Linked DNA regions of Oncorhynchus mykiss: region 1 is linked to region 2. A link is a contact called in public Hi-C data. All regions are on one chromosome and are shown on one strand. Each heading gives the region's core, a stretch centred on a gene start, on an enhancer-like site or on the middle of the called end of the contact. The rest is flanking DNA. Distances are from core to core; before and after follow the strand shown.

What was found. A called contact is a pair of places that touch in the nucleus more often than the background predicts.
Region 1: a Hi-C map of blood shows a contact between it and region 2, with 11 times the contacts expected there. The contact joins the promoter of camk2d1 here to the enhancer-like site in region 2. A contact is called at or near these places in 3 of 3 Hi-C or Micro-C datasets (blood and liver).

The regions. Positions count from the first base shown.
Region 1 is chr9:28,282,009-28,286,498 of USDA_OmykA_1.1, forward strand. camk2d1 (calcium/calmodulin-dependent protein kinase type II delta chain) reads right to left here and starts at 1,452. Exons shown (of 20, transcript XM_036987760.1): 1 at 969-1,452. The coding sequence starts at 1,030.
Region 2 is chr9:28,211,541-28,216,323 of USDA_OmykA_1.1, forward strand. It overlaps camk2d1 (calcium/calmodulin-dependent protein kinase type II delta chain), which reads right to left. Exons shown (of 20, transcript XM_036987760.1): 5 at 370-435. Among protein-coding and RNA genes, the nearest start is that of camk2d1, 70 kb to the right of the region's middle. Within about 2 kb of position 2,386, at least 2 of the 11 cell types and tissues checked have an H3K27ac peak or open chromatin away from gene starts, as enhancers often do.

The sequences.
Region 1 (4,490 bases), core at 202-2,701, 70 kb after region 2:
AAAAACAGATGAGTACTCAAACAATGGAGCTGATTGACTTGACTTTAAAATGGTCATTTATTGAGACATAAAAAGGCAGTGGTGACAAATCAAAACATTTGTTTCTATCGTTTTAAACAGGTGAGACAAAAAAAAAGGTGCCCCGTGGATCCCTGGGTAACTAGTCAAATTTGAGAGGTTTGCATATAGTCCAGCACATGTAATGCCAAAGAAAGAGAAATAGACTACAAGCACTGGAGCCTCGCACCACTTCTTGACACGTCGCTGAAAATAGCACTGAAGACAGAGAAAGTGCGAGTGACATAATTATTGTCCCCACCCCCGCAAAGGCGCCCTGTGCTGGTACAGTAGGGCAGTCTACAGTCAGTAATGCCAAGGGCATCTTCTCAGTCACACAGAGATAGAGGGCTGTTACCAATTTAAAACGGTGACCCTTGGACCTACAATACACCATCATTAATATCAATGTGTTGCCAATAACTGCAAGAACAAGCATAATGACACGTGGGCATTGGGCAATAATAATAAAGAGCGGATCAATAGGTCACATTTACATGGGCACTTTCATTTAGCTGAGAGCTGAGGATGACATTGCTTCTGAAGAAAGGTTTTTCGATAAACTTGGAGGCGCTACCCTTTATAAACGAAAACGCACCACTTGGGAATTTCAACGCCCTTACTACAATGGTTACTCCACTAAAAGGGCGGGGACTTGCCAAGACCTATTGAAATACTACGTAAACATTAAACCGAATTAAAAATATATTTTAAAAAAAAAACGCTTTTAAAGAGGACAGGTTTAGGATAATTATTTAAAGACAACATGTAAATACAGTAAGCGCCGTTTCTGTGCACCACGCAGGTAACAGGTAATCTTATTAAGAACCAATCGTTTAGAGCGTCAGTACTTAAACATAACGCAATCAAGATGGCTTAAAAAATGTTTTAAAAAACATTGTAATACTTACTTTCCCAGCTCTTCGTAGAGATTATACTCGTCGGTAAATCTGGTACAGGTTGTCGAAGCCATGGCAAAGGATAGGGAAGACTGTCTCTAGTAGGTTGGGACTGTAAACCTCAAAAGCCACTCGAGTTTCTCTGCTGTTTCAAATTGACAATATTCTAGCTCAAACGATAAACCAAATTCACAAAATAAGCTTTAAAATTCAAATACATTTACTCTTCCCGCTCCGTTTCCGAATCCAATAATAGTTATTGGCACGAGTTTAGGGGTTGTCAGGGACGTCGAGACCTGCTGTTCTCTGTGCCTGGCTACTGACACTTCACTTAGGCTGCGAGACTTTTTCTATCAAGCTCTTCCTGGTTGTGTGACCACTGTACAACGCCTCCCCCTAGCTGTAACCACGGACCCCCACGGAGGGTACAGAGGCCTATAGACACTACATGACCAAAGGTATGTGGACACCTGTCCATCGAACATCTCATTCCAAAACTCATTCTCATTCCAAAACCATGGGAACTGATATGGTCCCCCTCTGCTGCTTTCCACTAGATGTTGGAACATTGCTGTGTGGACTTGCTTCCATTCAGCCACAAGAGCATTAGTGAGGTCGGGCACTGATGTTGGGTGATTAGTCCTTGCTCGTAGTCTGCATTCCAATTAATCCCAAAAGGTGTTTGAGGTCAGAACTCTGTGCAGGCCAGTCAAGTTCTTCCACACCGATCTTGACAAACCATTTCTGTATGAACCTCGCTTTGAGCACGGGGACATTGTCATGCTGACGGGGACATTGTCATGCTGAAACAGGAAAAAGCCTTTCCCCTATATATAATTTTTATTTATTTATTTATACCCCTTTTTCTCCCCAATTTCATGGTATCCAACTGGAAGTTAGTCTTGTCTCATCACTGCAACTCCCTTACGGACTCGGGAGAAGAGAAGGTCGAGAGCCATGTGTCCTCTGAAACAAACACGACCCAACCAAGCCACCTTGCTTCTTGACACAACGCCCGCTTAACCCAGAAGCCAGCCACACCAATGTGTCAGAGGAAACATTGTACACCTGGCGACCGTGTCATTGTGCATGCAACCGGTCCGCCACAGGAGTCGCTAGAGCGCAATGGGACAAGGACATCCCTGCCGGCCAAACCCTCCCCTAACCCGGACGATGCTGGGCCAATTGTGTGCCGCCTCATGGGTCTCTCGGTCACAGCTGGCTGCGACAGAGCCTGGACTCGAACCAGGATCTCTATTGGCACAGCTAGTGCCTTAGACCACTGTGCTAAATCGGGAGGCTTCCCCAAACGGTTGCCACAAAATTGGAAGCACAGAATCATCAAAAAATGAATTGTATGCTGTCGTGTTAAGATTTCCCTTCACTATAACGAAGGGGCTTAGCCCGATCCATGAAAAACAGCCCCAGACCATTATTCCTCCTCCACCAAAATTTACAGTTGGCAATATGCACTTGAGCAGGTAGAGTTCTCCTGGCATCCGCCAAACCCAGATTTGTCCGTCGGACTGCCAGATGGTGAAGCGTGATTAATCATTCCTGAGAATGCGTTTCCACTGCTCCAGAGTCCATTGGCGGCGAGCTTGATACCACTTCAGCCTACGCTTGGCTGAAGGACAAACCAAAACCTGCAGACACTAGACCCTCCGTGGAATGAGTTTGACACCCCTACCTTATATAGCCCCACAGTGAAGGTGTCATAATACCCATAAAACCTAGTAGTCAAACAGGGAAATGGTTCCAATCGTTTTTTCCCCCCAACATAAATTTTCCCATAGGAGATTGTTTCGTGTAGGTTTACCCTTGGTGTGACATTTTGATAACCATGTAAATCTTTCTCAGACAAGGTGACTTATCAATACATTCAGCTCTATTTACTCTCAGATTCAAAAATGCTAATTAGCATCAAAATAGACATCATGAGGCCTTCTGAGTGGTGCAGCGGTCTAAGGCACTGCATATGGCAGTGCTTGAGGCGTCACTATAGACCCGGGTTCGATCCCAGGCTGTGTCACAACCGGTCGTGACTGGGAGTCCCATAATTGGCCCAGCGTCGTCCGGGTTAGCGGAGGATTTGGCCGGGGGGGCTTTACTTGGCTCATCGTGCTCTAGTGACTCCTTGTCGCACGCCGGGCGCCTGCAGGCTGACTTTGGTCGTCAGTTGAACAGTGTTTCCTCCGACACATTGGTGCAGCTGGCTTCCAGGTTAAGTGGGCAGGTGTTAAGAAGCGCGGTTTGGCAGGTCATGTTTCTGAGGATGCAAGACTCAACTTTAGCCTCTCCCGAGCCCGTTGAGGAGTTGCAGCGAAAAGAAAAGATCGGAATTGGATATCCTGAAAAATGGGGTAAAAAAATGAAACAAAGTAGACATCCTGCAAGACTACAAATCCCTGCAAGCTCCTGAACGTCATCTCTCTGAAGCCTTTTGGACAAATTAAACCAGGAGAGCGTGGTTGAGCATGATGAGGTTTACTTTGCACCTGCTGTTAATTGGGTGTATATCACATGAACCGCTTTTAGCCAATAATCTAGTCTAGGCTACTCTAATCCAGGAACCAATAGGGTGTCGGAACATTTTTTATCACTGAAGTTGTTTTTAGCTCTTGTGAATGAATGAATTAATGAATGAATTAACGTTTTTAGATACAAAATCCTGTTAATACGAGAATTGAAACACATGTTGATTGTGCAAGATGTTGTATCAGCGTGCATCACGCACAAAGGTTCCATTGGGTACAAGCACCTCCAACAGAGGCGTCATGCCCTTAGGGGGCACAGGGGCACGTACCCCCCACAGATGTCCTGAAATTGTTTTGTTTTTATTTAAGCCAGTTTACTACAGCAGGAAAATAATTTTTTGTAAGGGAAATTTTTTGTAAGGGAAAGTCAAGTCTGTAATTTCAAAGTGGAAATTAAAAAAAATGTCAGAAACCTTTTTAAAACACAAATACACTACAAGTTAACTTGCAACAGGGTGATCAAATTAAGATCCTACATCTGTAGCAAATTTATGAAGTTGGCTAGCTAACCCAGATAGGTTCCCAACCTCATAACTAGCTGCCAAGAAGATATGTCAGGCGATCAATCAAGTTAGAGTAGCTAGCTTGTCTAATGATCTTAGCTGGCATACCTGCTGGCATACCTGCTGGCATACCTGCTTGCAAGGTTGGTAGACTTTAGAACAGCAAGAAATGACGAAATGTACTGAATAAGACTCACATTCTTTTCAATCATTTACCCAGATGTTAGCAAAGAGAAGCATATTTATTAATACAAAAAATACCAACAAATCAGGAGGATACCGACAGATCAAAAGGTATGCTTAGATATGCAGAACTTTTTCTTTTTAAATATAGAATTAAGCATAATGATTATGACTCTAGGAAAAAGATGTTTCAGATGTTTGAAAAATACATGCAAAATTCTCAAGATTCCAGACCAGCCCCCCTCCGGCCCACCCCCCAGCCATCCTCACATACTTTGTGCCTCCTCAGATTTTCAGTGTGCATGACACCC
Region 2 (4,783 bases), core at 1,136-3,635:
CGGCAGCCTCGTGACAGGAGAGCAACAGAAAAACAGACGACAGAAGAGTATCTCCATAAGATACATGCCAGACAACGCACACAGATATAATACAGATATCATCAACTCTATTACTAAATTACAGTAACAAAGAGAAAGAGGATGTATGCAGTAACACACAAGTACTTTTCACACGCATAATGTGTTATGTTGAGGCAGTAACTTGTGTCATCTTTAAACTCTAATGATGAAAAATCCACTAAGTCTATTGTGTACAACTAAGTGAACTCTAATGTGTTTTTTTATATACATTTTTTTTACATCCACTGACATGTGTTTGACTAGACCAGTAACATTAGTTGCTGTTAAGTGAGTCTGTGCGAGTCTGACCTGGCGTCTGCTTCGCTGTAGTACTCTCTGGCTACGATGTCCTCAAACAGCTCCCCACCAGTCACCCTGGAAGAAAGGGGAATAGGAGACGTGATAATTCCATGCTAGAAGTTCAGGAAAACAGCGGGAGACCCGGAGAACGAGGGTGCAGTCAGCTATGCAAATCTGCCTTTCAGGCATCTTTCAAGGAGAGAAACGAGACACCAAAAGATGTCACGATTTGGACAAAACAGCAAATATGCTTGTGCATTCTGATCATTAGAAAAGCATTAGACACCCCTCCAACGGTGTTCGAATAAAACATGTAGTTGACATATTAGATTGGAATGCATTCCTTTGTGTTCCAGTGAGCTAAATGTCCCGAATCGTAAGTGTTATTCCAAGGAACTGGGCAACACAGGAGATGGGAATGTTTCCTGTAACCACTCTTGGCACTGGAACGACACCAGACTGTTGTACATGGATTGTGTTCAGAGTGCAACACACCACAGTCAAAACGTCCAATGGATTCTAGCAATGCTTTCAGTTTGTTCGTAGTAATGCATTAAAAATATAAAGGCAGGTGTATGTAACATAATTATATGTGTTTTACCTTTATTCACGGTCAATGTAATTTGCCTCATTTGTCTCGTCATTCTTCTGGCCAGGTTTATTTGGGTAAAAGGAAAGAAAAGCTTTCATCCCCGCAATTCACTAATCTCAGCTGCCTAAGAGCGGCACCCTTTTTTTTTTAACAGCCCTTAGTCAAATTAAATGCAGCATTTTAAATAAATTGGCACCGATTTCCCCCTCCAGCTGCCAAATTAAACACCGCCAAAACTGCTGCCAATGCACAAGGGAGTGATAGAGAGAGATGGAAAGATAGTGGAAGTAATGGGCATTGAGCTGGATGGACTGTTCGAAAGAGCGAGGGAGAGTAGACGTAAAGTTTTTCTTCTGGAGTGATATCGATGTGCGTCAAAAAAATGGTGAAATATGGATGTAACATGCAGTAGCATATGAAGAAGCACAGACATTGTTGCTGGGGAGAGAGCTATATGGAAGGAACACTAATCAAATCACTCAGATCAAAAGGCTAGCGTTCAAACTAACTGTGATGCATCATAAGGAGCCAGGCAAACAGACCTCGAAGCCAATACATACTTTACTGTGTCCCCTCTAAATACAGCCCTGAGTTGTTCACTGTCCAGATGACCTCACCAAGGGAAAACTCCGGGGGCATTAATTGGCTTTAACTAGGGCCCAGAGTTTCAGGAACTACTCAGAGCGAGACGGGGATTTCCAGCCCACTTTGACATCTGTGGAACATATAAGGTTCGTTTTGGCATGCTGCCATTGGAAATAAACACACTTGATCAGCCAACGGATTAACCTTGGAATCCTTAAAGGAGGAGAAAGGCGTTTGGTCTATTTAAAATACCCGTGCGGAGCAGTGGTATATTCCAATTTCTTCACTACATCAGAGTCTATGAGAAGATTAGACTGTTAAGAGTAATTTACAAGCCCATCACATAATTTGACTGGAGGGTGAGAAAACAATGCAAAAATGTTTTTTAAAAACTACAACACCCTTTCCTTGTACACACACCCACACACAGTAAATACCAGTGGAAACAGAACTGGAAAATAAAGTGCTGTCTACTGGTAGGAATAAATAAGGAGTGTTTAAGTTCTAGAGACTCCTGTGCAGAGGAACATCAGGGGAAGAGGAGAGGGCTGGGTGTAGAGCAGGGACACAAACAGCCTGGACGGCTGCACCAGTGTGCACGTCTTCATTGCCTTTGGGGCCACCTTTGGAGCTGCCCACTTAGATTTCCATAAATATGAATCATGTAAATATCCTTGGGGGCATGAGTTGAGCGATGCCTCAAAACTCTGCGTTGACACCTCTGAACAAACATACACATTTACAAAATATTCAAAACAACAGTGACAATGCAAAACATTGCTCACAGACCAAGTGTGTAAGCTCGTGAACATATCTTATCTATCTTTGCAAGCTTGGCCAGCTCTGAACCAATGGTAATTGCGATGAACCCTTCTGTTCTTTGGATGATTATGTAAATTCACCCGGAAGGGAGCGGTGAGGAGAAAAGACAACTGACAGAAAGGAAGCCGATGAAGAGAAGATGGTACTGGTGAACAGAACCTAAGAGAGGAGGCAATCTACGGAGCACATCTGTGTTAGCTATTCCCACGTCCTGCCTGGAGAGCGTCTGGGGACACACATGGAGGAAATAGAATAAAATTATTCATTTATCTAGCAATTACTACATGTACAGTGTGCTTACAAATGAATATGCCCCACTAACAGGTAGGGCTGGGAATTGCCAGGGACCTGGCCATTTCAATATTATCCTGACACATATAAACTCAGCAAAAAAAGAAACAGCCCTTTTTCAGGACCCCGTCTTTCAAAGATCATTTGTAAAAATTCAAACAACTTCACAAATCTTCAATGTAAAGGGATTAAACAGCGTTTCCCATGCTTGTTCAATGAACCATAAACAATTAATGAACATGCACCTGTGGAAAAGTTGTTAAGACACTAACAGCTTACAGACGGTAGGCAATTAAGGTCACAGTTATGAAAACTTAGGACACTATAGAGGCCTTTCTACTGACTCTGAAAAACACCAAAAGAACGTGCCTTAGACATGCTGCAAAGAGACATCTCACAGCAAGAACTGGCAAATCTGGTGCAGTCCATGAGGAGGATGTGCACTGCAGTACTTAATGCAGCTGGTGGCCACACCAAACACTGACTGTTTTTGACAACCCCTTTGCTCAGGGACACAATATTCAATTTCTGTTAGTCACATGTCTCGGTTGTTGAAACTTAACTTATGTTCGTATAAATAATTACACATGTTGAGTTTGCTGAAAATAAACACAGTTGACAGTGAGAGGACGTTTCTTTTTTTGCTGAGTTTACGATACTTAGGTGCCGAAACTATATTTATTGCGATTCTCACCATTCTACATACAGTGCATTCGGAAGGTATTCACCGTTTCACTTTTTCCACATTTTGTTATGTTACAGCCTTATTTTGAAATGGATTAAATAACTTGTTTTCCTCATCAATCTACACACACAACCCCATCATGACAAAGCAAAAACGTTTTTTGAATTTTTTTTTTGCAAACAGAAATACCTTATTTATATAAGTATTCAGAACCTTTGCTATGAGATGTGAAATTGAGCTCAGATGCATCTGGTTTCCATTGACCATCCTTGAGATGTTTCTACAACTTCATTGGAGTCCACCTGTGTTAAATTCAATTGATTGGACATGATTTGGAAAGGCACACAGCTGTCTGCATAAGTTCCCACAGTTGACAGTGCATGTCAGAGAAAAACCAAGCCATGAGGTCGAAGGAATTGTCTGTAGAGCTCCGAGACAGGATTATGTCGAGGCACAGATTTCGGGAAGGGTACCAAAACATTTCTGCAGCATTGAAGGTCCCCAAGAACCATCATTCTTAAATGGAACAAGTTTGGAAAAATCAAGACTCTTCCTAGAGCTGGCTACCCAGCCAAATTGAGCAATCAGGGGAGAAGTGCCTTGGTCAGGGAAGTGACCAAGAACCCAATGGTCACTCTGTCAGAGCTCCAGAGTTCCTCTGTGGAGATGGGAGAACCTTCCAGAAGGACAACCACCTCTGCAGCACTCCAGGCATCAGGCCTTTATGGTAAAGTGGCCAGACGGAAGACACATGACAGCCCGCTTGGAGTTTGGCAAAAGGCACCTAAAGGACTCAGACCATGAGAAACAAGATTCTCTGATCTGATGAAACCAAGATTGAACTCTTTGGCCTGAATTTCCAAGGGTCACGTCTGGAGGAAACCTGTACCCTCGCTACAGTGAATCATGGTGGTGAGAGCAACATGCTGTGGGGATGTTTTTCAGTGGCAGGGATAGGGGGGCTAGTCAGGATCAAGGGAAAGATGAACGGAGCAAATTAAAGAGCGATGCTTGATGAAAACCTGCTCCAGAGAGCTCAGGACCTCTGACTGGGGGCGAAGGTTCACCTTCCAACCGGACAATGACCCTAAACACACAGCCAAGACAACACAGGAATGGCTTTGGGACAAGTCTCAATATCCTTGAGTGGCCCAGCCAGAGCCCGGACCTGAACACGATCGAACATCTCTGGAGGGACCTGAAAATAGCTGTGCAGCAACACTCCCCATCCAACCTGACAGAATTTGAGGATCGCAGAGAAGCTCCCCAAATACCGGCGTGCCAAGTGTGTAGCGTCATACCCAAGAAGACTCTAGGCGTTTCAGCAAAGTACTGAGTAAAGGGTCTGAATACTTATGTAAATATGATCGTATATATATGCACCCCTGACAATTTCCATGATTTCCATTTATAAATAATTGGGTGTTTGGATCAGCAATTTCATTTTG